Linked DNA regions of Sus scrofa: region 2 is linked to region 1. Evidence: chromatin contacts called from public targeted proximity ligation data. All regions are on one chromosome and are shown on one strand. The core of a region is the stretch at or near the end of the contact, and the rest is flanking DNA. Distances in the headings are between cores, read along the strand shown.

Evidence for each region.
Region 2: a contact with region 1 is called in a targeted proximity ligation map of skeletal muscle. A contact is called at or near these places in 2 of 47 Hi-C or Micro-C datasets (embryonic fibroblasts and heart right ventricle) and 1 of 2 datasets of targeted methods (skeletal muscle).

The regions. Positions count from the first base shown.
Region 1 is chr4:85,964,271-85,967,332 of Sscrofa11.1, forward strand. The region is part of intron 2 of PBX1 (pre-B-cell leukemia transcription factor 1); the gene reads right to left. Among named protein-coding and RNA genes, the nearest start is that of PBX1, 200 kb to the right of the region's middle.
Region 2 is chr4:86,111,554-86,114,570 of Sscrofa11.1, forward strand. The region is part of intron 2 of PBX1 (pre-B-cell leukemia transcription factor 1); the gene reads right to left. Among named protein-coding and RNA genes, the nearest start is that of PBX1, 57 kb to the right of the region's middle.

The DNA of each region.
Region 1 (3,062 bases), core at 386-2,885:
TGCAGAGGGTGTCCCTTTCAAGGCAGGCCTGCCTTCTACTTATTGTCCTGCTTTGAGTTTATTTATCTAAGAAAAGAATATGTCGGACATGTACCTAGAAGCACTGTGGCACGAGTGCATTTTTATATCTTCCTTTTAAAACGCCCTACCATCACACATACATAAATTCATGTTAAAATCCACCTAAGTTTAGCAGGATATATAGTTCCCACGTTGGTTTCTCCCCAGATCAATGAATTGGAATCTTCTGTTGCTTCTCCGAGGGGAGCTGCAGAAACTCACTGTTGACTCGCCTTTGTTCTCCTACCAGAGGTCCAAGGAGAGAAAAGCGATGTTTAGCTTCTCAAAACTCACCTTCAATGCTAATCTTTTAATTTCTTGCATTAAGATGGCTTCTAATCCTTAGTATCACATTCAATCTGACATAGAAATGTGTAGGGCTCTCTGTTTACATTTTATTGATGGAAAAGCTAAAGACAGGATAATCAAGTGCCTTGGAGTAAGCGTTCAGATCTGAGACAGCCACCGTGACCTCGAGCCTTCCAGGTGAGCTAAACTATTTCGGAGGAGCTGTCCCACCACCTACAACTCACGTATCACAAAAGAATGTCGCAATAAACATCCCCATAAACAATCTGCATTATCCTAATATGTAGATCTCTCTCTCTCACACACTCCCCTCTATTTGTTTTCGAACAATAAACTGGATTCCGTTCCCCTGCTGAAAAGGAGGGGGAGTCATTTCTCAGTACACCCCGGCTTTTTCAAGCCCGGCAATGCCACTGCATCACAACCCACATACAGGTTGATGCCAGCTTTACGTGTTGAAACAAACCAGTCACTCTTTCTCCCGCTAAGCAGTTAAATTAGAGAGTATTCAATTAATAACAGCTGAATATTCTGTCACATTTAGGAAGATGTATGGTAAGACAAGCGAGTTGTGATGTATCTGACAGAAATGATAAAGGTTCTCCCGACACAGTCTGGCAGATACTTGGCTCCTACCGCGGCTCTTTCTCATGTTCTAAAACGTCAGCAGCACAGACCCGAGATCCAGCACGGGCTTCAAGAAAAGAAACACTCCAAAGTGAACAGGGATGCCTCTGCCAAGTTCTCCAAAGGTGCCCAGCCTCTGGTTTTCCCCATGAGCACCACAAATCCGTGATCCTGTCCACGAGCGGACGGGCAAGGAGGCAGCAGGATGTTGAGCACACGGGCATCTCAGGTGGGAGCCAAACCCCAACCCCTCCCCTGCCCCCCACAGCCTGGCCCACATACACATTTGGCCAAGCCCTACCTCCGATGGCCACGGGGACACACGTTTCTTATTTGCTATCTACCAAACCCAGGCAAGCAATGCCGAGCCCCTCGCTGCCATGCCAGACACAAATCTCTCTGCTCAGGGGCCTTTCAAGGCTCCTCTGGCCCCTCCAACGGTGAGACAACCACTCAAACTGCATTATTCCTGCTCCCAACACTGACAGCCTTTATCCACATTCCTTTAGGAAATGGCTCAGGCCCAAAGAGAAAGGGAAATAAAAGAGACCACGGTCAAATTGCTAACATACGGGCAGGAAGGGAACACTCCATGACACAGCTCTGTTCCACTTTGCCCCCAAGCCCAGCCCAGTGGTCCAGGGGAGGAGGAGCCGCCGCTCTCATTTCCAAGAACCAAAGAGCTCCTGATGTGGCACAATGGGATCAGCAGTGACTCTGGAGCGCTGGGACACAGGTTCCATCCCTGGCCCGGCACAATGGATCAGAGGTCCGGCATTGCAACTGTGGCTCGGATCTGATCCCTGGCCTGGAAATTCCATACGCCGTAAGGCGGCCAAAAAATGAAAAAATGAAAAAAAAAAAAAAAAAGATCCAATAACCAAAGGGGTCAACACCACATATGAGCTGTGTCCCTCACAAACAGGGCTTCTAGAACCCCACATCGTCAAATGTGGTCTTGCAGAATAATGCATTTTAATTCCTAAGAACTCTTTTAAGGTCATTTCGGAAACTTGAAGACCATTGCACCAATGTGAAACAAGGGGGTGTGATGTCCTAATTCAAAGCAGTGTGAGACAACTACCACCACCAAGTGCAAAGACAAAAGAACTAGCAGAATTCCCGTAACTGTGCTTTCATAGGGGAAAAGGAGTGAAGCAGTCGTTTGGGGCTTTTCTGACATAAAGATGAGGAGTTGCCGATTTCACTTGTGATAATTATGTTCAAAACTGAGTTGCGCCACCCTAAAAAAAAATCTTAGAACCACCTGTTTTTAAAATTGCAAAATAATTCAATGAAACGAAGTCACATCGATACAACTTTTATTTCTCAGTGTTTATAAGGACACAGGTTATTTTTTTCAGGTTATTTTTCTAGTCCACTTCCCATAGCTACCATAACAAAAACTGCAAAACACAAACTTACTCAAGTTTGCGATTAAGAAATCAAAGTCATCTCCAAAATCCTTTCCAGTTACACATTCTTTGGAAACTTTTATGTCAAGACAATATTTTACACATGCACCCACAATTTTTCCTTCCAAGGCAGTTTATAAAATTGAAACTAGTCCTAAGGATTCTGTCCCAAGTGCAGAAGAGACTTTTGTAAATGTGGAAGGGCGCCCACAAGGACCTCCCTACCGCCCCCACTGTGTCTCAGTGACAAAGGGAAAACGTTACATGATGGACCGACAGCACCTCGGCGGATTCACCGCGCTCCCATCCAGGTCCAAACTGCCCCTTCCATCCTTCGATGTTCCATAAAATTATTATTATGGCCAACTTCCCCATCTACTTTATGGGCAAAAGCCTTGGATTAATAAAGTCCTCATGGTGTTTGTGAACAGAAGATCACTTTATTCCCTTCATACACCCAACGACACGGTGGGGCAACAGGCCCCATCACTTAATTAGATTATATAACTGTCAGGAGTTGGTGAGGTTTTGAATTTATATTTCAATTAATATTTAATAGAGCTTAATTAACAATTCCCCCTCCTTCCCCATTCTGCATTCTCCCCTATGTCTTATTCTCAGATCTTGTTCTAGAAGGGGAATCTGGCTCTC
Region 2 (3,017 bases), core at 103-2,602, 150 kb after region 1:
TGAACTCCAAGATTATTTTTAAAGATATAAAAATGTTGTCATGTTTGCCTGGAGACAATTATTAGGATTAGCTAGAATTACATAAACAAAATACAGCCTCTAAACTGAAGACCTGCTTCTTAGGTATTTACATACAAATGAGTGTTTTTGAAGGCCTTGAATCCAAAGGTTTTTCTAAGGTAGTCTACATTTTTCTATACAAGTCTGCCTAGATCTTTACAATATGTATTTAATGGGTCTGCCTTATCTATGAAACTAAAGTAAACTTCCTCCATGTCTCTGCAACAGTTATCACAAAGTCAACATCAATAAAATCAGACATCTGGCCAAGGACAAGGAATAAAGAGTTGTCCTCATCTGAGTACCAGAGGTTGATGCAGAGAAGGCACTTCTTCTCTGAGAAAGTCAGCTGTCCCGCCTCCACTTCTCCAGGTAGTGCTCACAGAGTACATGCCCCTCCCCCCACCCCGCCCACTCCCCACACCCCATCTTTCCGTCCATCAACAAAGCACACATGCTTAGGCGCTTAGGTGGGATGGAGCCTCAGAGAGAAGTGGAACTTGTAACAGACAAAGCAGTGATGGGGAAAACAAAACCCGCTAACCTCAGAGGATTGTGGGATCACTTGGAGCGCTCAATGGGATGTTTACAAAGTGCCCTCTAAACTATAAAATCACACAAACAAAACTTACTATAATCACCCTGGAGTAGGAGGGGGAGGATGCCGACAAAATACTGCAAAACGCCACAGTTCGGTGGAGCTCTCCCTGAGACATGCTGGGTACCCACACTATTATTTCTCTAGCATCTAGAAAACTTCCTGGCCCAATCTCTGTATCTGAAGCAGGATTTTTTTAAACCCAACAAAATTAGAAGATCCATGGATGGTCTTTCAGAGGTTCCTTAGCTTCCTGAAATTACACAGGGAAACAAAAATGTGTGTATCTAAGTTCCTTTTCTGGGGAGAGGGCCATAGCTTTCATGAGAATATAATGAGACACATGACCCAAAAGGTGTCCCACTCTGGCTGTAAAGGGGAGTGTCTAAGGCTGTGTACCGGAGGATTAAGATCAGGTGGGAGCTACTATTTCAAGAGTTTCCAAAAGCATCCACTGCCCTGTCCAAACCAGCTGGTCCTTCAGGTCAATTTCATCCCCTTGAGGACTCCCCCCACCCACCCTCAGCCCCTTAACTGAATAATCTAGTAAGCCGCTGCTTGAAAGATATTGTAAATAGCTCCAACGGAGTGTAGTTTGGGGCAGCTTCCAATTAGCCTTCACTTAACGGTCTTTTTTTTTCCTGCCAAGTTTGTGTGGTGAGGATCCAAGACCCCGCCCTCTGCTTGGCTCAGAGTTCAGGGGCAGGGAGGAGTCAAGTTTGTGATCAAGCTGGTAGATGTCAGCTTGAGCGTGTCCAGATGTCCCCACCTGAACGCTGCAGAGGGAAATTAAAAGGTGCTTTGAAAAGAGGTGTGCCTGGCAGTGCGGCAGTGAAGGGAGCTGGTTTCCTGTGAGTTTCCTTCTTTTGTTTCTCTCCCTTTAGCCTAACCCTAACATTTCCCTATGGCCACTTAATCATCCGTGATCATTTTACCCTTTTCTCTGCTTCCTGGATGATTATCTCCCCATTTCATTTGCATCCCAGTGGAGATACATCTAAGCTAAAAACAAAGCTGATGGCCAATTAAAAGGTAAGCGCCTTATGTGAAAGGCTGGAACATTTGTACTTCAATATTCATAATTAGGTAGCTCTTGAATGACTGAAGAACAATGCATGGCCAGATATGAGGCTAATCAAGCACCTATACTTTGCAATCCAAATCAACCCACGTCTATTTAACTGATTGCTGGGAATTACCTGCTTCCCTATTGCTGGCTGGGAGCCTCAGTACTTCATAAATATTAGAGATGGAAAAGACCACGGAGTTCCTAATGTGTTTATTTCAGTATAATGAATTCTTCAGGCAAGTGATAGGATTACTGAAGCAGAGCTTGGTAAAAACCCTACTGATTTTGGCAGCTCTACTATTCTTCAGGAAGAGCATCGAAATATTACTGAGGAATAGAGCACAGCCATCACTCACTTGGACGTAATTTTTTTAAGGAAGATAGAACTTACCTTTCACTTATTTTTCCAAATCATCAGAGCACCAAAATTGCCCCTGGAGTTGTACAAGGTTAAACAGAGAAAAAAGGGAGAACGTGAGCACTGGAGGAGCTGGTCATCTTGGACAAGATTCAAGTGAACGTCAGCATCCCCCAGAGGAGGTTAGGGGCTGGCGTTGATCATCTATCTCTTGAGTCCCTCCAACGTGGGGATTATTCTCCCAATAGAAAGCTAATTTAGAATCTGTTCTTAGACCTTTAAGGGATGCTTTCAAGGGTTTATAAATACTACTACTAATTTGGGGGTGGGAGGGAGGTGGTAACGGGGTTTTTCAGCCTTGCTCAGAGAGGTAAGATATTGACACTTAACAAACTGAGGCAATGGGAAGGCCAAAGAAATGCTAACACTCACCAAACAATTCTTTTTCTAGACAAGAATCAGGTATTAACATCTCTCCTCCTTGCAGATGCTCTGTCCACTGGGAGGCAGCACAGGCTGTTGGAAAGAGAAATGCACCAGAGCCCAGGGATCCGGGTTCTAGTCCCTGCTGTGCCACGGACCTGGGGCATGTGCTGTGGCCAGTAAACAGCATCTCAGATACAAAATTAGGGGAAAAAAAAAAAGAGAGAGAGAGAGAGAAAAGGAGACAAGAGATGCAGATGGACCTCAGAGGTAAAGCTATCACCTGCCGAAAGGGGATCCATACACACACAGAAGCTTGGGGAATGTGGAAATTGATCTTTTGAAATATAACCGGCTCTCCCCTGATAAGGAAAGACACCACTACTACAGGGATTTAAAATAAAGAGAACAGGAGTTCCCGTCGTGGCGCAGTGGTTAACAAATCTGACTAGGAACCATGAGGTTGTGGGTTCGGTCCCTGCCCTTGCTCAGTGGGTTAACAATCTGGC